2 separate regions of the Pan troglodytes genome follow, and region 1 is linked to region 2. Evidence: chromatin contacts called from public Hi-C data. All regions are on one chromosome and are shown on one strand. The core of a region is the stretch at or near the end of the contact, and the rest is flanking DNA. Distances in the headings are between cores, read along the strand shown.

What was found. Hi-C and Micro-C count contacts between places; a contact is called where the count stands out from the background.
Region 1: a contact with region 2 is called in a Hi-C map of stem cell-derived neural progenitor cells, with 3 times the contacts expected there. The contact joins the promoter of CCDC15 here to the promoter of SIAE in region 2. A contact is called at or near these places in 2 of 7 Hi-C or Micro-C datasets (blood and stem cell-derived neural progenitor cells).

The regions. Positions count from the first base shown.
Region 1 is chr9:126,896,313-126,903,026 of NHGRI_mPanTro3-v2.0_pri, forward strand. It overlaps CCDC15 (coiled-coil domain containing 15), which reads left to right and starts at 2,297. Exons shown (of 17, transcript XM_016922221.3): 1 at 2,297-2,782; 2 at 3,136-3,321. The coding sequence starts at 3,145.
Region 2 is chr9:126,614,864-126,621,026 of NHGRI_mPanTro3-v2.0_pri, forward strand. SIAE (sialic acid acetylesterase) reads right to left here and starts at 3,916. Exons shown (of 10, transcript XM_508836.6): 1 at 3,802-3,916. The coding sequence starts at 3,868. It overlaps SPA17 (sperm autoantigenic protein 17), which reads left to right and starts at 4,014. Exons shown (of 5, transcript XM_003313397.4): 1 at 4,014-4,112; 2 at 5,408-5,588. The coding sequence starts at 5,435.

The DNA.
Region 1 (6,714 bases), core at 1,047-3,546, 280 kb after region 2:
AGAGTGAGCCAGCCCATGTGAGCATATCTCTTATAACCTAACCTCTGTAGTAATACACCATCCCTTCTGCCATATGCTGTTGGTCATACAGACCAACCTAGGTACAATGTGGGAGGGGACTACACAGAGCTGTGAACACCAAGAGGTGGGGATCATTAGGGGCCATCTTGGAGGTTGGCTACAATACTATTTTACAGAGAAAACAGAGTAATCAGAAGAGAATTTCCATAAGCTCCTGCCACCACATTACCTAATTATCAGTTTACTGTGTATTCTAACTTTTCTGCTATTATTATAATTAACCATACCTCCTGCTATCTAAGGCCAATCCCTCCACTTGTTCACTAAATTCCATTTCCTCTATGAGGTTTGCACAAAGACAAAATCACCTAACATTTATCAAAATGTATTCCCATCTTTAAGTGACACATGACTGTAGATCCCTAAATTCTCCCATATCTCTCCTGCATCATTAGTTTTCTCCTGTCTATTGGTTAATTTCCATCAATAACAAATATATGCTATGATCTTAAAGAACTCTCCAATGATCCTACCTCTACGTTCAGCCACCTCTTTCGCTGTGTCCCTTCACAACAAAATTCATGGAAAGAATTGTCTAAAATTGCTGTCTCCAATTCCTTCTCCTACTCTTTCTTGCCTAGCCCATCAGGCTTTTGCTCTCCAACTGCTCTAAAGACACTGCTCTTTTAAAAGTTATCAATCACTTCCACATGGTCAAATCCAATAGTCAATTTTCAGTCCTTACCTTATTTGATCTGTCAGTAGGATTTAACACAGATTGTCTGCCCTCAATGGAACATTTCTTTTTCACCTGGCTTTCAAGGTATCGCACCCTCATAGTTTTCTTCCTTGGTTTACTGATTAATCCTTCTCAATCTCTTAGCATTCTCCTCCTCTTTTTCTCAGCCTCTGTAATACTGACATACCCTGGGGCTGTTTTAGGATTTATTCTTTTATCTGTCTATATTCAACCCCTTGATGACTCCATCCAGTCTCATGGCTTTAAATCTACAGGCTAACGACTCTTAGATTTATATTTGTAGCCCAGAACCCTTCTCTGAGCTCCAGACACTTTTTCTCATACTATCTTCTTGGATGTTGATTAGATAAAACTTAATCTGCCCCAAACTGAACTCCTGATCTTCCCCTTTCCAAATCTACTCCTTCCACCATCTTCACTATCTCAGTAAATAGTAATTTCATCCTGACAGCTGCTCAGGATGAAACCCCTAGTTTTCCTTGACATCTCTCCCTCACACAATCCATATCCAAACCTTCAACAGATCCTGAAAGTTTTGCCTCCCAAATAGATAACAGAATCCAACCACTTATCATCATCTCCACCACTACCTCCTTGATCCAAGACATCACAATCCCTTAACTGAATTATTGCAATAGCCACCTAATTGGTCTTCTTTACAGTCTATTCTCACTACAGCATTCGGAATTATTATTTTTTAGATTTTGTCACATTATGGTGTTCCTTTGCTCCAAACCTTGCTCCAGTGGCTCCCCATCTCAACACCTATGGTGGCTTACGATGTTTGATCGGATTGCCTGCTTGACCTACTGTCTCAGCATTCTTCCACTCTCCCTCTGCTCCAGTCACACTATCCTCCTGACTTTTTCTCAACCAGGCAATGCTTCCACCTTGGGGCGTTTATACTTGCTGTTATATCTGGAACATGTTTATAAAGCCTCCGTTGAAGAGCACAGTGGCTTCTTCCATTATCTCATTTAAGTCTTTGCTGAAAAGTATCTCAGTGCAGCTTCTCTGGACGTTCTAATATTTCATCCCTCCCATCCCCACCCTGCCCACCACACTCCCTATCGGCTTTCTTTGCTTTTACTCCACATCACACACATTTACTTACTCATTGTTTATTCGCTTATTTCCCCTCACTCTATTGTGAATTCCCTGAGCAGGGATATTTGTTTCGTTCATAGCTATGTATCTCCGGTGCTTGGAACAGTACTGGTTTATAAAAAGTTAGTAGTAATGTATGTTAATCGAATGAATAAATTATCCTACAGGGATAATTGAGTGTCTCTGGATTACAGCAGAGCTTGCAGCAGAGAGGGAGACCACTCAACAGGCCGTGATGTCCAAATATAATAAGATGTATGAAACAGTACTGTAAAATTAGCTGCACAAAGGATCCGAAAAATTTGTTAGCTTAGTTTGTTTCTCCAGGAAGCCGTGCCAGGCTCGCCTCCCTCTTTCATTCTTTTCCCGTGATTCCCTCTACTGGGACTCCTGACCCTCCTAGTCGCCAGATCACAGGCCCAACGCATCCCTTTCCGGAGGGATTTAGGAAGTCTCGGCGTTGGTCCAGGAACTACAGTCCCACCGCGCCTCACATGGCGCATTACCCAGCGACTCCGCTTACCCACACGTCCCCGCCCCCTCAGCCGGACAGGAAGAGGAAATGACGATACCTCGGACGCTCGAAACTCCACCTCTCACGCCTTCCCAGCTCCGGGAGGGGACGCGGGCTCCGGAAAGGGCGGGCATAAGGCTACGGATGGGCGGGACGGAGCAGCCCACCGCAAAGTGGCGGTTTACTTGAGGCGGTTACCTTAGTACTCCGAGTAGACTGAGTCTGTGGCGAGCTGCGGGCCGATTCCTGGCCAGTGCCATCTCAGCCGGAGCAGGCCTCGGGGCCTCAGAAGCAGGCTTTTATCTGGCCCGAGGCTCCCAGCCGTTCGGCGCGTCTTCCCACAACCTATACCGATTATTGGGACTCGGCTGCAGACACAGGTCCCCGCCCCTCCCTCTTTCTCCAGGTTGCAGCTGTCATTCCTCCCTTCCCGCCTCGCTGCGCCCACAGCTGAGGACAGTCTTCGTTCTGTCATTCCCATCCTTTCTCTTCCCTCTCATCGCCATTTCTTCTAGAAGGCAACTTAAAAACCTTTCCTTGCCTCTTTATTTCTTCCCATTTCTCTTCCCTTCTTTTCTTCCTTTTTCTCTAGAATCCTCGTGTTTCCACTTCATGCCAGGCTCCTGCCTCCAGGGCTTCTCTCCTTTTCACGGGCCTGTGGCTCATGTGTTAGGAGGTTGAACTTTTAATGCAGTCATTTGAAGATTTTAAGCTTTTTCTTTCTCCTAATCAGGAGTCACAGATGCTGGGAAGTATGGCCCGAAAGAAACCTCGAAATACCTCAAGGTTGCCCCTGGCTTTAAACCCCCTGAAGAGCAAGGACGTGTTGGCAGTGCTGGCTGAGAGGAACGAGGCTATAGTACCAGTTGGGGCATGGGTGGAACCTGCCTCACCAGGTAGTTCGGAAATCCCAGCATATGTGAGTGTCAGTTTGATCCAAATATGGTGGGGTTCCCCACCACCCTTTTTATTAGCCTTCTTTAATCCTGGGTGCTTAAAGATGAACAGTCCGAGGATGCTGTTTCTATTCTGCCATAAACAGTTTATGCTCTTGCATTAGGATTATAGGACAAGTATTTGCCAAAACTTGACTGCAGCTTTAGTTGGCATAATCAAATATGTATTACTCACCTACTATAATATATAGAGCATAATCTACATGGAACAGGTTATATAGATATATATCTGTATATCAGTTTACTTCAGACTCTTGATTGCTTGTTATGCCCAAGACATAAGCACTATCTACATCTTCCAGACACTGCAACTTAGTATGGATGATAGTTGGCATACTTCAAGTAACATTAATTGGTTGCTTAAGGTTTATGATAAATTTTGTAATGAGGATTCAGGCAAAATGGAGTAATAGAATAAAGGAGAAAGAGATGAACTCTGGTAATCTGAGAAAGTCTAACTAGAAATTCCATGGTTTCTGATAGTCTTTCACCAAACTGTGCCCCTTAGCTATTTGTTCAAATTTAACTTGGCACTTACCACATTGTGTTATAGTAGATTGTTTATATATCTTTTCCTGATGCAGTGTGAGCTCCTTGAGCGTAGAGAACAAATGTCATTTATCATCACATTCCCACTTTTATCTTAAATACTGCCTAATCAATATAGACACTCATGAAGTATTTATGAAAGGCACAAAATGTCTTCTGTATGTGTAGACAAGGTGCTGAACATGGATGAAAAAAGGATGAGATATGTTCCCTCAGTGTACTTGATCTCAGAAGAGAAATGAGACATGTTTAAATGTTAAAGTAACGCAATATACTATATTCATTTTATTTATGTTTGCACATATGTATGTGTATTCATTGATTTATTCCTACCCTGCCTATTTCCAAAAAGGATTTTAAGAGTCTAGGTGGTATATCTATCTAAGTTCTAAGAATATAATGCTCAATCAAGAAGCTATGACGTTGGGTTGATGTGACCCAGGAAAGTGTAATGAAGAATTTGATCGGAGAAGGGAAGGGAATGATTCTCCTATTAAGGAGAATGAGGAGAGTAAGAAGTAAGCAAGGTTCAGGATTCTAAGGGTAGATTAGATCGATTGGAGTGGAAAGCTTAGTAGGAGAATGGTCGCTGACAGGATTATGGAAAATAGGGATGGTAGAGTACCTTAGGAAATTTTGGAGAAGGGATTGACTTTGTTTAATATTTACAGGTGAATGTCATGATCAACCAGTGTTTTCATTAGATGAACTGCTTCGAAGGTTTTGAAGGATAGGGAGTGATTGGATCCTGGGGATAAATTAGAATATAATTATAATAATTTAAGCATGGAGTATAGCATCGAAACTTTGTTAGTGGTAAGAAATAGAGAAGAACAGCCTTGAAAAAGGATGGTTGAAGTGCTTGAGCCCACGAGTTGTAGGCTGCAGTGAACTATGATCATACTACTGCACTCTAGCCTGGGCAATAGAGTGAGACCCCATCTCTGGAAAAAAAAAAGGAGTGGAATGAGAAGGGATGAATGCAGGAAACACCCCACAAGACTTGGTAAGATTTGGTATAAAGATATTTTGGTATTTAAGTTGTTGACACCTCTTTGTAATTGCTCAAACTACATCTGTATAATATCAGTAGTGTCAACATGCCTAAAATTTGACACCATCAAACTTTTTCTGTGTTAAGAAGTATTGACTATCGTATTCACACACATTAACTCAAAATATTAAAGTCTTGGAACATGGATAAACATATCTCCTTTTCCTGATTTAAAAATTTCTAATCAGTTCCAGCCAAAGGGAATTTGATCAAGCATCTAATAGAACTCCTTATAGCTTTAGCATATCTAGTCTGGGTATCCACCCTTATTAACGGATATAGCTCTGTCAGCTCAAAATAAATGCTGAATAGTTACTTCTAAAGCTTAGCCCTTAGATCATGTCTGTTCTAAAGGGGAACTTCTACTCATTTTTCTCCCCAAAATTTCAGGGGGCCATCAGGATTCCTAAAAATGTCATAGCTTTAGACTACCTCCCCCCAATAATTATTAATAAATTAGCATCAAAAGACACTGCTGTTCTATCATCATATATGGGATTGCATTATTTTATAATTTGTTCTGGTTACCTTTTGCTGTGTAACCAACCACCCCAGAACTTAGTGGTATAAAGCAAATAATACTATGTATCAGGAATTTGAGCAGGGTACAGTGGTAATGGCTTGTCTCTGCCCCATAGTGTCTGGGGCCTCAGCTGGGGCTCAAATAACTGGACATGTCTGAGACACCTTGACTATTTTCCGGCTATTGGCTGGAGCTAGAAAATAGTCAAGTTCTCCCAGTAATGTGGCACCTGCTGGGCTGTAATGTCCAAGATGGCTTTCTTATTCACATATCTGACGCTTGGCCTAGGATGACTAGAATGTCTGGGTGCTGGTTAGATATGTTTCTCTTTTCACATGGCTTCTCTGTTTGACTAACTTGGGCTTCCTCACAGCATGGTAATCTCAGGGTAGTCTGAATTTTTATATGGTGCTGACTTCCTTCAGAATGAGCACTCTAAGAACAGAGGTGGAAGTTTCTTTATGACCTGGCTTGTAATCTTGTGGAGTAAAAGAGGAGCAGAGAAAATGGAGGTAAAAGAAAGAGGCCGAATGGCTTAAACTTGTCTGGGGCTTGAGTTAAGCTGGGTCAGTTGTTCAGGCTTCATTACGTATATATCTCTCCGTTGGAATTATTTTACCTAATTGTTCTTTGACACTTGTACACTCCACTAGAGTAGTTTATGGGATAGACATCTTGGAAATTTTAACTTAAATTGAAATTTGAATGCATTTGATTTTGAGAATTTAATGACAGCCTGTAAAATGATCTGAGGTACCCTTCAGAATTAGAAGTTGGAATCACTGAGTTAGAAGGAATAGGTACGAGATATGATGATGATTTTATTTAATTTGAAAATTCCTAGTGAAAGAGAGACATAGTCAAGAGAAAAGCAGTGTAGAGAGGAACATAATTGTTGGAGTCAGAAACTTCTAGTTCTGCTACTAGTTAGCTATATTAAAATTACTTAATCTTTCTGAACTCCAGTTTCCTCATCTGTAACATAAGGGATAAGAATACCTACTGCCAAAGGTGGTTTTGAGGATAGAGTGCTACAATGTAGTTAAAATACTTGTCACCTGATAGATCCATAATAATGATAAGTGCTGTTATGATGATGACTATGATTATTATTCAAAGCACTTAGAGGAGATAAATGCAGATCAAGAACTCAAATGGGATAAAGTGTTTCAGATTGTTCAGAACAAGCTTGTCCAACATGCGGCCATGGGCCACATGTGGCCCAGGATG
Region 2 (6,163 bases), core at 2,666-5,165:
CTAACGCTGGGCTCTCTCCCGCAAAATCACTAAAATGCTCCTTTCATGCACCTATAGATGGTGTTTATGAGAAAAATAAACCACTTCCTTTCCCTACTTTCCATTACCACACCTGCTCCTAATGACTGGGAATAAAGCAGCATGCCTCTCTCCAAACAGCCTTCCCTAATCTTTTTCCCCTTCTCTACCTCCCCTTTTCTATGCCACTAATGCCAATTTCCTTCAAATAATGCCCCTTATCATGGTTTTTTGACAACCCAGTGTACTGCATCAAAAATTCTAAATAAGCCCTTATAAATATTCATGACAAGTCAGCTTCCTTCTCAGGTAAATTCAAATAAATCAAGACACATAAATAAGGTCAGTGAGAGATAGAAGGTCAACATGTCTGAACAAAGGTCTTCTGTCACAATTTTACCCATTCCACAAGCTAAATTATACTAAAAGGACAAGAGAAAACACACTAGAAACTGGATTCTATTCTAGAGAGTCACTAACAAGACTGAATAAGAACTCGCTTTAACGAGATCATTCCTATTTTTAACATCCAGCCTATATAAAAGTATTTTATTAATACAAACATCCATCCAAAATTATCTCAGCGTGTTCCTCATCAAAACTTAACAAGGAAAAAAATAAAACAAATTATATCCCAATTTGTCTGAATAAAACAGACCCCAAACTACCTAAAATAATTAACAAAATTAAGATCTTTTTAAGCATTTTAAATAAAAATGATAGGCAGAAAAGAGAAACAGAATTAACAAGGCTGACATTTTCCTCCCTGGAAGCTACAAATGATGAGGGCCCCTTCGGCTATACTTAACAGGGCAGCACAGCTAATGGAGTCGCCTACACAGCTCCGTGGCCTATTTATCCTGCTCCTGGAATAACAGCCCAGTCCCTAAAAATCCTCAGCGCTCTCTTATGAGCTAGTGTGATCAAGAAACCTACATGACAATGAAAGATCACCCAGAAGGCCTACTGGGCTGGAGATGCACGGTTACCATGAGCAAAATGCTCTAAGAAAAGAATACAACGCCCCAGAATTGCATAAGCAGGTTGGCAGCCTGCTGGGGGGAAGGGGGAGGCACATGTGTGGGAGGGCCTTGTCTTGGGTAGGTGCTTCATATGGAACCAAAAAAAGGAAAACCACAGACATAAATAAGAGCTAAGTAGAGAGAGGGTGGGGGTAGGGGAATGGCTGCAGCTTGCACATTTGTGTGCAGTCAGTAGCCCATAGGCTAGGGGAAATACCTTCCCAAGTCTGTCTGTTTTCACCAACATACACTTAGTGAACATCTTTGTGGATGACTCTGTGCTAGGCTAAAGAGTTTTAGAGGTGGAAAGGATCTTCATAATCGTAGTATAAACATGCTACTTACTGATCAAGAAGTATAATCATATTACTGATCAAGAAACTGAGACCAAAGCAGATTAAACAATTTTTTAAAATAGCTTGCATGTTCATTAGTTAATTCAACAAATATTTATTGATGCCTACTATTTTAAGCATTGGGGATATAACGATGAAAAAATAATAATAATAATAGCAGGCAAAAATCCTTGCCCACAGGGAGCTTCCATTCTACTAGAGACTTTACCTGTGGCAGGCACAGTGCTAAACACACCACAAACATTAATGTCCTTTGGTCTCAAATCACATAGTTTATGACAAGTTAGAAAACAAGTCACTTGATTCCAAACTTGAAATTCCCACTTTGCCGAAATTAGATACTTGTGAAAAATCAAAGAAAAAATCATATTCCTCATCTTTGTAAAGTTTAAATTCTAAGCTCATTAGAGTAGACAGTGGAACGTCAAGGAATTGTGCAATGGACCAAAAAAAGAGAGAGAATGAGAAAGAGAGCAAGGCTGGTCATTCCTTGTGTCAAACACAAGACACATACATTTACCATTTGATTTTTTGTTTGTTTGTTTTTTTGAGACAGAGTCTTGCTCTGTCACCCAGGCTGGAGTGCAGTGGTGCGATCTCAGCTCACTGCAACTTCCGCCTCTGGGGTTCAAGCGATTCTCCTGCCTCAGCCTCCCGAGTAGCTGAGATTACAGGCATGTGCCACCACACCTGGCTAATTTTTTTTTATATATATATCTTTAGTAGAGATGGGGTTTCACTACGTTGGCCAGGCTGGTCTCGAACTCCTGACCTCATGATCTGCCCACCTTGGCCTCACAAAGTGCTGGGATTACAAGCATGAGCCACCGTGCCCGGCCAATTTTTTTGTATTTTTAGTAGAGACGGGGTTTCGCCATGTGGGCCAGGCTGGTCTTGAACTCCTGACTCTAAGTGATCCGCCCACCTCAGCCTCCCAAAGTGCTGGGATTAAAGGTGTGAGCCAACATTTGGATTTTTTAGGTCTTCAGTTTTTTCCTTCATTTGGGGCTGGAGTAGAAAAACAGGAATTAGTGTTATGGGGAAGAGAGGACAGTGGTTGCCTCTGGTGAGGAGCTCCGGATGCATCGGCCAGGAGCACAATGGCAGGCTCAATAGACTGGCAATGTTCTAGTTCTTAAGTTGGGTGCTGCTCTCATGGGTGTTCATTTTATTGTGTCATTGTTACATATAATTTTGTACATCTCAAGCATTACATGGTAAACATGGGCACAGGGAGAATGACTTAAAGGAAAAACGTCAGGATATGCAACCAAGTAGAGTACTAATGAATGAAAAATGTGATCAATGTTAATGAAGGTGATGTAACAATAAGACCCAAAGGAGGAGATAAAATACTGACACTAAAATAAACAGCCTTTAACTGAAAACCTAATAAAATATCTTTTCCCCACCTCATAAGATGGATCTCAAAGGTCACTGAGTGGAGATAAGAGTCAGGAAATGGCATACAGAGTGCTAGCATTTTGCACTTTTGTTAGACTCTGAACAATCATTTATGGGCTGCAGTTTGTCTGAATCTAGGTACTTTTCCGGCTCTCAGGTAGAGCAGGAGTCATTTTTCTGCACGCTGTTCTCCTACCCCAACTATCATTTCTTAACAGGGATCTCTGGGGTCCACTCTTTGAGTGTTTTGAAAAAGAAAGGAAGAAATCCAACATTATCACTTTAGTTTGCATTATCAGACAGATTGCACCTTCTGCTTTTTCCATACTGTGACCCAGTGTCCAGCCTAGGGTATTCGAATGGCAAGATCTGACCTGCGCAACAGCCAAAGCGAGCCACCAGCCTCCCCTATGCCACTCACATTTTCCCACCACCAATATCTGTAAGCGGCACCAGAAATCAAAACTGAGCCTTAAATAGTCAGAGCTAGTGAGGGGGTTGTATTTCTTAGCCCTAATAACCACTTAAACGAGTAAAATTTAATTCCCCTAAGGAACCCCGCCTGAAGCAAACCCTCCCCAAGGGCACCACTGAGGGGGTAGCGCTGAAATGTTTTGGAAGATTCAGTCACCTGTTTCCAAATATTACCTAACTAGCTTCGCCTCCTTCCCTCCGAGCTCCCCTGCAGTTACTCCAGGACCCCGAAGGCCTCTTTCTGGGCACATTTGGGCCTCCTCACTCAGACAAGCCGCACTTTCTCCCTGCTCACAGGCTGCATGTCAGGGATGGTAAGTGGGGGGTGGAGAAAGTGGAGAGGCCGGGGTTCAACCCAGCAGACTCCTGCACACCGGGCCTTGGTCGGAGACGCGAGCCGCTAGCCTAGCTAGGTTCCTTCGTCGACCTTGAGAAAGGGGCGCGGATCCGTGTCCCGCAGAGGACACGGGGTCTCGGAGCCCGCACAGGCTGAGGGGCAGGGGTCCGGCCGAGCCGGGCCGCCTCACCTGCACTTCTGTCGGCCCACAGGATTAATGGCAGCACCAGCCCGAGTACAAGCCCCGGCGCGACCATGCTTGCAAGGATCTGACCGCCGCCCAGGACTGGGAAAGTGGGCTCCCGGCAGGGGCGGGGCCTGGGCGGGGGCGAGGCCGACTCCACCCTTTTGCAGTCCTCGGAGCCTCCCGCGACCTCAGGACTGGGCTGTGCTCGCCCCTTCTCGGCCGCCGTAGTTTTTTTTTTTTTTTAAAGAAAAAACGGTTACCCAGCAACGAGAAAAACAACCGGAACCGGCGGCACCAGCTCGGAGAGAAAGGAGGTGAGGCCGCTTCCCCACTTCCTCTCCGATACCAAGACCTAGCCTTTTCCCTTCGTCTCTCTTATTCTCTCAGCATCCCAGACGCAGCCTCGGAGCCCTGGGCCGTTTGGGAGCCGAGGCAGCCCATTCTGCGCGAGTCTGAAATCCCAGGTCCTCAACATCCCGCCCCCGACTAGACCCGTGTGCCCCCTCCGCCCGCCCTCCTCTGCCCACATTGGTTCAGAATCTCGCCAGCTCTTTTCACCACCCTAGAATGGTTCGATACCTCCATCTACTGCTCCCTCAGAAAAAGCAAAAGAGAGGAGTCAGGCGTGGTGGCGCGCGCCTGTAATCCCAATTGCTCGGGAGGCTGAGGCGGGATCATCGCTGGAGCCCAGGAGTTCGAGACCAGAGACCCCGTCTCAAAGAAAAAAAAAAAAAAGCGATGAAACGAGAACCCTCCATAGTCTGAGCCTCATTAAACCGTCCAGTTCTCCCAACCTGGACCCCTACCACGGCCTCCGCCTCTATTCCGCATTGACGCACACTCTCACATTAACAGGCCAGGTCCCGGAGGATTCTTTTCATACTCAGTAGCTCAGCCCGCTGCTTAGCAGCTACCCTTAATCTAGCCCTTGTATTTCAAGACAGAAAGAGACAGCCTGATCAAGAAGAAACCGAAAAATATAAGAATTCTAAAACTTTAGAGGCTGGGATTTCAAAATCATGACACACAGCCCCATCCCATCCCATCCCTCCCTCACACACACGCACGCACAACCCCATTCCACAGTACGAAGGTGTTCGAAGCATTGTGGGTCATGCTTCAGAAGTGGCAGCAAAGGGAAAGATTGTGCAACTTCTTCATTCAACAAATTAATTTCTAGAACCAGGACTAATTTCTACTCTTTAAAAAAAAAAAATAGACCTCAAAGAAGGTCTTCTCAGCAATTGATAATGAATTCAATTTAACTTTTTAGCAATCATTCTCTCTAAATTCCTGTGTGATAGCAAAAATTACCCTTACCTTTTGAGCATATAAAGGGTAAAGAGAGAAAAAGTCATATTGAAAATTTTGGGTTTTTTGCAGGGTTTTAAATGATTTGGCCTAGTGAATGGGTCTGTGTTTGTATTATACTAATTCACAATGGAGATTTCAAAACTCTTTGGAAGAAATGGATGGGCTTGGGTTGTGTTAGGGAAAAAAGAATTCAAGTCCAGATGTATGAGTCTCAGAAATAATTTGTTGGCATAGTTGTGATTATATAAGTAAAATCAGACTAATTTAAAGACAGCACTCTTTAATGAATCTTTAGGTTCCATAGGCAGTTCTTACCAAGAAGATGTCGATTCCATTCTCCAACACCCACTACCGAATTCCACAAGGATTTGGGAATCTTCTTGAAGGGCTGACACGCGAGATTCTGAGAGAGCAACCGGACAATATACCAGCTTTTGCAGCAGCCTATTTTGAGAGCCTTCTAGAGAAAAGAGAGAGTAAGCTTTCTAAAATTAGTCATTTTTTAAAATAAGAAACTAAGCATTTGTTTATGGTAAAACTCGCTTAAGACCGTCTCCATTCTGCAGAAAGCCTTTATGAGGCAGGGAGTTTCAGATAACAGTTCTTGCTCTTTGAAACAGTATGTACCCCTTTGATATGTTCTCTTAAATTCGTTTCATATTATGGAATTATTCAGACCGTCTTCATTGTATTTCTCACGGACATACAGCGTGGACGGTAACTGCAAAAGAGCATACATTTCTCGGGAGAAATCAGTGGGGGAAAAAAAGATCATACAGTCTACCCTCGCCACGTTCCAGCATACTGTTCCTGTGCATCCCTGGCAGCTGACTGTTATTCCTGAGATGAGTATCTGTGGTTTCCTTTCAATTTTGATTCCTTCCATTTGAAAGTATTTTAAGTGCTGCAAAAAGAATTCTGCACTCTTTAAATAAACTGATATTCACTGGGATATATGAAACTGTTCTGCAATAACGGCACAGACAAACTGATTTGAAAGGTGGAATACCAGTTTGGAAAGGTAATTTATATTCTTTATGCTAAATTCCAT